2 separate regions of the Oryzias latipes genome follow, and region 1 is linked to region 2. A link is a contact called in public Hi-C data. All regions are on one chromosome and are shown on one strand. The core of a region is the stretch at or near the end of the contact, and the rest is flanking DNA. Distances in the headings are between cores, read along the strand shown. Region 1 overlaps mast4 (microtubule-associated serine/threonine-protein kinase 4). Region 2 has its middle 43 kb from the start of pik3r1.

Region 1 (5,313 bases), core at 611-3,110, 100 kb after region 2:
TTGTGTTACATGTTGTGTTGTAAGTTTGTTTGCAGGTTGTGTTGCGATTAGTGATGTGGATTGCACTGCAGGTTGTGTTGCGAGTAGTGATGTGGATTGCACCGCAGGTTGTGCTACATGTTGTGTTGCAAGCTTTGTTGCAGGTTGTGTTGCTAGTGGGGATTTAGATTGCACTGCAGGTTGTGTTGTGAGGTGTGGTGCGATTTGTGTTGCAGGTTGCGGTTCAGGGCTGACTTTGCCTTTCAGACTGGAAACAGCTGAATTTGCTGTAAGTTGCAGGTTTGCAGCAGCAAAAACGTTTTTGACAGTTTCGTCTTTTCTTCCTGAATCCTCGCTGGATTCTGGATCTTTCCTTCTGGGTGACACTAGGTCTCTCTTGTCGTCTGCGGCGGCAGAGTTGCCGCCAGGTTGTGTTGAGTCTGCGATGTTTTGTTGCACCCTGGCAGCAGCTTCGTCTGCGGTTTTGCCGTCCTGCTCAGAAGCAGATCCTGCGGTTGGGACGTGGGGCTGCTGCTGTGTGGAGCCGATGTTCAGCAGCAGAGCTTTCTCTGGAGCTGAAGCAGCGACCAATCGCTCTGGAACTTTGGAACCTAAGGTTCTGCTTGGGTTCTGAGCAGCAGGTTCTGCCCCCTCGCAGCTGGGGGGCTGTCCTGCATCCAGAGCGGATTCAGGTGATGGATCAGCTGCAGCCGCAGTCGCCTCCAGCTTTGCAGAACTCAACGACTCCTCAGTTTTGCTGTGTTTTGACGTCGGTGTTGCTCTGACCTCTTCCTCCTGTTGCTCCGCCTCCTCTTCCTGGTCCTCGTTACTCACTTCCCGTATGGAGGGAGTTCTTCCGCAGGTGGAGAAGTGAGAGGCGTGCCGTGGGGCTCTGTGCTCAGCCTTGGTGCCGCTCCTGCTCTCCTGTTTGACGGCGAAGGCCTCGGGTTTGCAGGGCGGAGCCTGTGACTGTTCTCTGGGTTGTGATTTCTCAGAAAAGCTTTTTCCCTCTGCTGCTCCCGCCGTTTCCCTGGAAACCGCCGAGCCGTTTCCTGAAGATGCGACCTCGGCGCCGAGGCAGGCGGTCAGCGGGCTCTTCATCCTGTCCGCGTTCCTCAGGGAGGCGAGGCTCTTCTGTCGCTCTGTCGGGCTGTGGAGCCGGACGGGGGAGGTTGCAGCGGCGCCGTCGCCCGCGTTGTCCGTCACTTTGGGGAAAAAAGTTTCCGCTTTGGAAACTCTGGGACCTGAAAGGAGGCCGATGTCCAGAGTTCCTTCAAGAGGTTTGAGCGAGGAGACGTGGCGCCCCTCCAGTTTGTAGTCGGACGACGTCTTTCTGAGCTGCGACTCTGCAGACGAGATGAGCTGCAGCTTCTCCACGGCGCTCTCCCCCCTCCCAGAGTAGAGCTTGGGACTCAGACCTTCGGGGCTGGGGTGCGCCCCCCCCTTCAGGTGCTCATCCAGCTGCAGGCTCTTGGACCTCATGGAGCCGAAGTGGAGGTTCTCGTGGAGGCCGGGCGACAGTCGACACATGCAGTCGTCCCGCTCCTCGAAGGACAGCCTCTTCCTGGTGAACTCCATGTTGGGGGCTTTGAAGTCCAGCCGCTCGGGTTTCAGAGTGTCCTTAACCTGTCGGGGGTGGGCGGGGGCGCCGTCACTGTCGCAGCTGCTGCTGCTGGAAGCCTCGGAGATGCCCTCAGACACTCGCGAGGACAGCTTTTTGTACAGCACGTCCTTCAGGGTTGGACCGGCTGCTTTGGCGTCTGCTGGGCTCAGTTCTGGGACGTTCTGGGATTTGGCTTTGCTTCGGAACAGAAAGGCGTCGCTCCTATCCTCGCCACAGGGGGGCAGTGCGTCGCAGTCGAGCAGGGCGTCCTGCTTCTGCAGGGACTCTCTCCTCTCAGACCAGTCCTGTCTCTTCGCCACCATCTTACACTTAAGCTTCTCCTTGTCCAGCTCCTCCACGGACTCCTGCCGGCCCATCTTCCGGCTGGGGGGCCGCTTCAGGCAGCCCTGCTCGACGGGCCGTAGGCGCGAGACGGGCAGCGTCTCGCTGGACGTCTCGTCAGCGCTGTGGTCGTTCAGCTCCTCGTCCTGCACCTCCTCCTGAGTCACCTCCAGGCTGTGCTTGCGGGGGCAGAGGTGCTTCTTGTCCCCTGTGTAGGAGGGGCCCAGCTTCTCCTCAGACTGGACTCGCTTCAGGAGGGGGGAGCGGGGCGGCTCCGCACTTTTGGGGCAGACGATGTGGCGCACAATCGTCGGGGGGGAGTGGATATTGGCCGGGAAGGCCGGGGTCGTCTTGGAGATGGCCACGGTGTGTCCGCTGAAGAGCGGGGAGGGGGGGCGCTGTGGAGACGTGGGCTGGGGGGTGGGGGAGGGCGTCCGGGCCAGAGGGGAGAGGGGGATGCCGCTGACGGACTTGCGGCGGCCCTGCCGGAGCCTCTGACCCGGCAGCTTGGGGCCCAGGCCGTGCAGGGTGCTGGGCCGGATGTGGCCCGAGCCCGCGGGGGAGTTGGGGGCGCTGGAGCTGGGGGAGCTGCTCTGCGACGAGTTCCCCCCTGCGGGAAGACGGAGAAAGAAAAAGAATAAAGAAAAAAAGTAATTAACAGCCGCACAAGAAGCTCTGTGAAAGATTTCTGGATCAGATTTTATCACGAGAAGATAAAATCTCCACCTGACTGGGTGAAGTCTGGTGAGGGGCGGAGGGCGGCGGTGGGGGAGCGAGGGGAGAGGCTGTGGGTGGGGGAGCCAGGGAGACTCTCACCGGAGGAAAGGGAGTGGTTGAGGGAGGAGAAACTGCGGCTGGTGTGCAGCAGAGGAGACGGCTGCATCGCGAAGCGCCTGAAAAGAGAACGCCGCCTGAAACCGCAGGACAGAAACACAGAAACCAGGATCACATGTCAGCGCGTGTCTGCCCCCTACTGGACGACAGGAGAAAAGCGCCTGAGGTTGCCCTGAGCACATCAACAAATCAAATAAGAAGAAAAAAAATTGGCATTAATATAATATTAAAATAAAATGCAGGAAACCAAAACACAATGAAAAAATGAATATATAAAAAAGAAATGTAATTAAACATAAACCAAAACACAAGCTAACTTGAACATTTTTCATGTTTCTTTAGTGTTTCTGCAAAAAACATTCAAAACTTTAAATAATCTTTCTAACAGATGAAAAAAGAAGCATAAGACAAAAAGAGAAAAATTCAGATTCTACATTTTTTGCCTCACAAACGATTTGCTGTTTTTCGACGACGATGACGACTTAATATTTAAATTTTTTTAAATAAAATCTGAGAAATCAATTATTTCATGGGAAAAACTCCATTCCTCCTCGTGCTGAATTTTCATTTTTGAAGGTCACGTTTCCACTTAAACCTGATCATTTTGAACAAATCAGGTTATTTTTACATTTTTTCTCCAAATCCAGAGAATCAGAGTTTATATGTAATTTTCTAACTTGCATATAAATGATTGCATTGTGTGTTGCTACTTAATTTTCTGTATTCACGACGGAAATGAAACATTCTGGAATTTTTGTTGTGCGTGTAACAAAACATTTACCTCTCCGGCGTCTTCTCCTTCTTGGGCTTCTTTCCACACCTCACCATCTTGCTCCTGTAGCTGTTCCTCCGGGCCGGGCCGGTTTTTATGGACGTGTTCTCAAAGGGGGTGGTGGAGATGGCCACTTTGCTGCCGCTCTGAGAGAAACACAGTTTTCGTGTTCATATTTGGGCTGAATATTTAGAAAGTAGAAAGACCGTTTTTACAAGAAAAATTGTCTCATTTTCTGTCTTGACAGAAAAAGGATCATCTTAGAAAATAATCTCAGTTTAAAGTCCCACTCGGATCATTTTTTTAAACTTTTGTAAAAGCGTTCCCAGCGCTATTTTAATCATGATTGCACCGTTTTTAGACAAGAAAAAAAACCCTGCAGTTTTGTCCAAAAACTTTCATCAGAGAGAATTAGAGATTCGTCTTTGACTTGTGAGTGGCACTGTTGATGGGGAGTAAGCCCGCCCCTTTTCCCATCACCCGTCTGCTTACACACTCTCCCCGCTAGTTTACAGCTCCTCACACCCCCAACATAACATTACTCCAGGTTGACAATGATTTGGATAAAGAAATACTCAGAATACAATTTTAAGTTTCATAATTGTCTTAAACCTTTAGAAAAAAATGAGGCAAAAAAATTTTAAAAACACAATTTTCATCTGAGTGGGTCTTTAAGAAAACATATTGTACTAACTTGTATTTTTTTTAAATACGGTTTTTCTCACACCGTTGTTTTGTTTTTCATGGAAAACTTTAAATTTAAGGAATTTCTGACATATTTCTCCAGGGCTCGTTTTGGCAGTGCAGTTGCACGTTTTCTGTTCTTATTCTCCATGTAAACACGATTCTATCACTGAAAATCAGTCATTAATGTTGAAAAAAACGTTCAGCAAAACTTGGCCATAAATTCTTTCTGAAGTAAGAAACTGTTTAAGCTGTAAAGACATCCGAAACGACGCTCCAGCACAGTCTGGTCTGGTTACCTTCAGCAGGAGCTCCACCACTTCAGTGTGGACCAGACCGTGGACCGTTTCTCCGTTCACGTGGGTGATGAGGTCTCCGGCCTTCAGTCCCGCTTTCTGCGCCGGCCCGCCTTCCTCCACATTCTGACACACAAAAGCATCGCATGTTGATCTTTAGATTTGCAATTCCTGATTTCAAATCAGGACTGGATAAAAAAAAAAAAAAGATCAACATTCCTCCTGAACCTTTCTGCTGATTTCATCAAAAATATTTACAGAAAATGCATCCGATTTCTAAAGAACTTTGTTATTTTCACGATTTTCATCGGTCAGCGTCTTAATCTCAACCAGAGGCGGAGCTACAGAGGAGCCGCCGTATGATAATGGATCTTTATTGACGAAGATTATCATCAGAAATCATCTGCTTCTTTAAATATCAGTGATGGCCCCTCAGATCCAATACTGCCATTTTAATTGTTTATTAATGATTCCCAGAGCCCCGCCCCTTCACGTTTAGTATCCTTGAAAAGCTCCAAATATTCTCTAAATGGATTTTATTCACTTGTGTGCACTGGTTTGGAGATACTAAGGTTTAGAAAAGTCCTCTACAGAGGATGTATTTGCAAAGTCAGAATGTTTTATGGAGGTTTTCTTCTATAAGTTTCTTTTTCCTGGTATAAATGAAGGATCAACAAGAAATCATATAACTCATAGTGATATTTAGTATACATTTAAAGTATACTAAACATATACATGTGTCATATTTACACATTTGTGGCCATCTCTAAAGTTAAAAACTAACAGGAAATTAAAGAAAACAA
Region 2 (5,476 bases), core at 310-2,809:
AAGCTGTGGGAAAGAGTAGTGGAAGCCAGGCTTAGGAAGAAGGTGGAGATTTGTGAGCAGCAGTATGGTTTCATGCCCCGTAAGAGCACCACTGATGCCATTTTTGCTTTGAGAATGTTGATGGAAAAGTACAGAGAAGGTCAGAAGGAGCTGCATTGTGTGTTCGTAGATTTAGAGAAGGCGTATGACAGGGTGCCGAGGGAGGAGCTGTGGTACTGTATGAGGTCGTCTGGAGTGGCAGAGAAGTATGTCAGAGTAGTTCAGGACATGTATGAGAGAAGTATGACGGTGGTGAGATGTGCTGTAGGTCAGACAGAGGAGTTCAAGGTGGAGGTGGGACTACACCAAGGATCAGCTTTGAGTCCTTTTTTGTTTGCTATGCTGATGGACAGGCTGACAGACGAGGTAAGACAGGAATCTCCCTGGACAATGATGTTTGCGGATGACATTGTAATTTGCAGTGAGAGTAGAGAGCAGGTGGAGGAACAGCTAGAGAGGTGGAGGTTTGCTCTGGAAAGAAGAGGTATGAAGGTCAGTCGTAGTAAGACAGAATACATGTGTCTGAACGAGAGGGATCAAGGTAGAAGCGTTAGGTTACAGGGGACTGAGGTGAAGAAGGTGCAGGAGTTTAAGTACTTGGGGTCAACAGTTCAGTGTGATGGGGAGTGTGGAAAAGAGGTGAAGAGGCGAGTGCAGGCAGGTTGGAGCGGTTGGAGGAAAGTGTCAGGAGTGTTGTGTGACAGAAGAGTGCCAGCAAGACTCAAAGGAAAGGTGTACAAGACAGTGGTGAGACCAGCTCTGCTCTATGGGTTAGAGACGGTAGCAGTGAGACAGAGACAAGAGGCTGAGATGGAGGTAGCGGAGATGAAGATGTTGAGGTTCTCCTTAGGAGTGACCAGGTTAGACAGGATAAGGAACGAGTACATCAGAGGGACGGCTCATGTTGCCTGTGTCAGCGACAAAGTCAGAGAAGCCAGACTGAGATGGTTTGGACATGTTCAGAGGAGGGATAGTGGATATATTGGTAGAAGGATGTTGGAGATGGAGCTGCCTGGCAGGAGGGCAAGAGGACGGCCAAAGAGGAGATACATGGATGTCTTAACAGAGGACATGAAGTTGGCTAATGTTAGGGTAGAAGATGTCCATGATAGAGTGAGGTGGAAAAGGATGATTCGCTGTGGCGACCCCTGATGGGAAAAGCCGAAAGAGAAAGAAGAAAGAAGACTTTAATTCGCCAAGCGCCCTGATCCTCTGCATCATCCTTTGTTTGCACTGGACATTGACTTTAATTCCTGTGATTGTTCCTACACACGACTTATTGTTTGCAATAACACTCTTCTATTTTTATTTTTTTTTACAGGATTTTCATAAACATTTCAAATCATTTCTGAAAATCCCTTTATGAGATCTGCAGCACCTGCTCTAGCTCCCCGTCTATGTGATGTGCTGATGGTTTTACGGCTGCAGCTTTGACCGCAGTGACATAACACCCCAGCTCAGAACGGGAGCGCACAGGCTTGGTGATGGGGATTACGGCTCATTCTTCAGAGCGCTGGGTTTATTTTAAGGTCCAACTGGATAAAACAGGATTAGCATCACAATGAATCTGCTTGCATTCAAACCCAGAGGTCAGCTCCTCTGTGACCTTTGACTTTTGAGATGTTTGATAATCCCCATCTGTGTTGTGATGGCTAAACATGAATCTAATGAGCTGTCATTCCAGTGAGGTGCCCATTTTTGATCAGCTCAGGTTTTCCTTCGGCTTTTATTTCTTAGCGCATTTCCTCCACTGCTGCAGCTACTGGAGATCACATACAGACAGGCTTGCTGGATGAGGAGGTGCTGAAAGTCTCTGGCCTCAGCCCCAGTGTTTGCAGGTCCTTTATAGGCAGCGTTACTTCCATTTCTTGGGTGCTACTGAAAGTCCAGGTTAATCACTGATGGGCCTCGCTTGTGTGAAAGCATTGAGGACAACACAGAAGGCCAGGTTCAATGTCTGTGCAACCCTTGTGCTATCCTAGGCATTTTAACATTGGGAGTTGGGTCATCTAGACCCACTAGACAGTGCGCTGAACCTTTTTTCTTCATTGATTTGTGATCTTTACTGGTGTCCATGGATTACATGAAATCTTTCCACCTTTTTCCACCTTTGTCATGGTAGGGAGAACACGGCAATGTAAGGGTGGGGTCATAGGATAGCACAAGGGTTAATGGCCCGTTTTGTGCCCGGACTTGTTCTTACAGCAGCTCCTAGTAGTCTTTTAGATTGACGTTAGTTGGGTTTTGTACTACGTAGAAGGTTAGTTTTGGTTTGACTTTCAAGTTTAAAATACGCCTTTTATTGTCCCCCTTAAAAAAATCATCCAGTCTGTGTGCTTTTGACAAATCCTAAGATCAAAATATGCGGATGCATACTCGTAAAAATTATGAATAAGAAAATAAATGTATTTTAATTAGCTGTTTTGATTTTTCCAGAGCTGAAAACTATTTGGTGGTTTGACTCTCCAATCCAACCCCTAAGAGCTGAGTGTCAAACAGGAAGGCATTGGGTCTTTGATATGACTTGGCCTGGATTTAAGCTCACAACCTACCAGGTAAAGAGTGGATACGGTATTTACCACAAGGCCACTGAGCTGGAAACTTCTTTTTATCATTTTATTTTGAAAAGCTAAAGTGGGCGGAGCAAACTTCAGTCTATGTGGCCATCCTGTTTATGGCTTCAAGGGTGAGGGTTTGTACGACGTAGTTGATGTCTTTGTATTGAAGCTCAAGTCAAATAGTTGGTGACAATTCCAAGTTACTTGACAAGTCTTTAGTTATAATTTTCAGGATATTTTTTGTAGTAAGATTTGTTTGTCATTGGTACAATGATATTTTAAAAAGTTATCTTTGGTCAGTGCATCATTCATACATTAAAACCCTTGTGCTATCCTACGGGGTCCAAATGACCCCACCCTTGCATTGACGTGTTCTCCCTACCATGACAAAGGTGGATAAAGGTGGAAAGACTTCATGTAATCCATGGACACCAGTGAAGATCACAAATCATTGTGTGTAATAAATTTACAACTGAAAAATAAATAAAAAAGTACATCATTCAGTCATTTAAAACAAATTATAATCAATTAGCAGCTAACTAAAAAGCCCTTCAGTCATTAAAATAAGGATATATTTAAGGATTGTTAAAATCACAACAAATTGGTTGAGTCCGAATTCCCTCCCTCTAGTGCAGGGAGGGCAATTAGACCAGTGCCCTGTAAATTTCCCAGAAGTCTCTGTGGAAAACTAGTGTGCATCGATGCTCACCAGATTGACAAATATAGACCACAATGCATTGTGTTGGAATGATTTGTTCATCTGTACACAATGTATGCAATGTTTTTTAAATAACTAATCCAAGTTTTCATTTTCTGAACACAGTGGATTCATAAAAAGTGATATTTATTAGGTTTATTTATTTGGCATGTCAAAAAAAATTATTGAGCTCCCAGTGCTCTTTAATAATGATTATGCCCTTTTTAGCCCAAAATTTAAAAAAACAACAGTTTTCTAGAACATAGTTTCTGCAGAGCGGCAGTATTTAATCAGAAATTCGCCTCCACGTTGGCCTAAATGAAGCCTTCCCTTTGTTTACTAAACTAAACTTTATTTATTTATATAGCGCCTTTCATTTCAGTTAAAAATACAAAGCGCTTAACATAAAAGCAGATAAAATAATTATAAAAATGAAAATTATTAAAAACACAGGAAAATCACACACAGATGGGACCCCTCCCTCACCAGATTCCTCCCTCCACCCACCCAGTTCCCCCAGTAGAACCCTGAACAAACAAAGAACTGCAGTTAAAAGAAGGTCTGGCTTGGTACTTCTGGGAGGAAACAATATCATGGGGATCCATTTATTCCAAGGCCCAGCCCGACCAGGGGGGTCATTACCACAGTTCCCACCCAACACAGAGTAGCCTAGGGCCCACTCCATGGCTATTAGACCATAGAGCGGGACCCCAGCCAGCCCAATGAGAATGGGCACCACAGTAACAGCACCCCCTACAGGCAGAGCCGGTAGTGCCCCAGAACAATGGATCCCCAAGAGGAAAAAACTGGAGTAAAAATCATCAGAATAAAAATTATATTAAAATAACAATAAAAAATAAAATAAGATATAACAATATCAGTAATTAAAAAATAAAATACGTAAAATGAATAAAACATAACCTTAAATATCATAATTTGATGTCAATAAAAATAGTAGAATATTAAAAACATAAAGATAATAATAATAATAGTCCTAAAAAAAGATTAATTAATAAATAGATAAATAATAAAAAACATAAGCAATTACTAAAGTCAAGTAAAAGCCCTACTAAAAAGGTGGGTCTTCAGCCTCTTCTTAAAAACCGCCACAGTCTCTGAGGTTCTCTGGGAGGCTGTTCCACAGGTGAGGACCGTAATGGAGGAATGAGGCATCAACTTGTGTTTTGGTCCTCACCTTAGGAACAACTAGGAGGCCAGTGCCAGAAGACCTCAGGGTCCGCGAGGGCTCTTATTTTAAAATAATATAATTTAAATAAGATACCATTAAAACATTTATAAACCATTAAAAGAATTTTAAAATCAATCCTGAAACGCACAGGGAGCCAATGCAGCGATTTTAAAACCGGTGTAATGTGTTCCCATCCCCTGGCCTTGTCAGAACTCGTGTCGCCGAGTTCTGCAATAGTTGTAGATTTGAGATCGACTTTTTTGGTAAACCAGAGAGCCGGGCATTACAATAATCTAAACGACTAAAAATAAAAGCATGCATCAGCACCCCTATGCTGGCAAGAGAGAGGAACGGGCGGACTCTGGCAATGTTTTTAATATGATAAAATCCTGTTTTCACAACATTTCTGATGTGAGGAATAAAACTCCGCTCAGAGTCAAAAAGAACGCTGAGGTTTCTCACACACTGAGAGGGTTTAAAATTCCTAAGTTTGGGTAAAACCATCTCTCTCTTGTCTTCAGGACCAATGATTAAAACTTCAGTTTTGTCCTGGTTGAGCTGTAAGAAGTTTTCTGCCATCCATGACTTTATATCTAAAATACAGTGTAACCCTTGTGCTTTCCTGGGCACTTTAACATTGGGAGTTGGGTCATCTAGACCCACTAGACAGTGCTCTGAACCATTTTTCTTCAATGATTTATGATCCTCACTGGTGTCCATGGATTACATGGAATCTTTCCACCTTTATCCACCTTTGTCATGGTAGGGAGAACATGTCAATGTAAGGGTGGGGTCATCTAAGATAGCACAAGGGTGAAAAGAGTTAACAGGTTCAAGGTCATCAGGAGACACGGTGATGTAAAGCTGTGTATCATCAGCAAAGCTGTGAAAGTCAATGCCATGTCTCCTGATGACATCCCCAAGAGGCAACGTATATAAATAAAAAAGTATTGGACCCAAAATTGAACCCTGGGGAACCCCACAACTGGACTC

The links. Hi-C and Micro-C count contacts between places; a contact is called where the count stands out from the background.
Region 1: a contact with region 2 is called in a Hi-C map of embryo, with 3 times the contacts expected there. The contact joins two enhancer-like sites. A contact is called at or near these places in 5 of 5 Hi-C or Micro-C datasets (embryo, fibroblasts and gastrula embryo).

What each region holds. Positions count from the first base shown.
Region 1 is chr12:4,255,376-4,260,688 of ASM223467v1, forward strand. mast4 (microtubule-associated serine/threonine-protein kinase 4) reads right to left here. Exons shown (of 29, transcript XM_023960995.1): 26 at 4,514-4,636; 27 at 3,540-3,676; 28 at 2,651-2,835; 29 at 1-2,534. Among protein-coding and RNA genes, the nearest start is that of pik3r1, 58 kb to the left of the region's middle. Within about 2 kb of position 1,861, at least 1 of the 8 cell types and tissues checked has an H3K27ac peak or open chromatin away from gene starts, as enhancers often do. A contact at or near this core is called in embryo, where this site is marked.
Region 2 is chr12:4,154,227-4,159,702 of ASM223467v1, forward strand. No RefSeq gene overlaps it. Among protein-coding and RNA genes, the nearest start is that of pik3r1, 43 kb to the right of the region's middle. Within about 2 kb of position 1,560, at least 1 of the 8 cell types and tissues checked has an H3K27ac peak or open chromatin away from gene starts, as enhancers often do. A contact at or near this core is called in embryo, where this site is marked.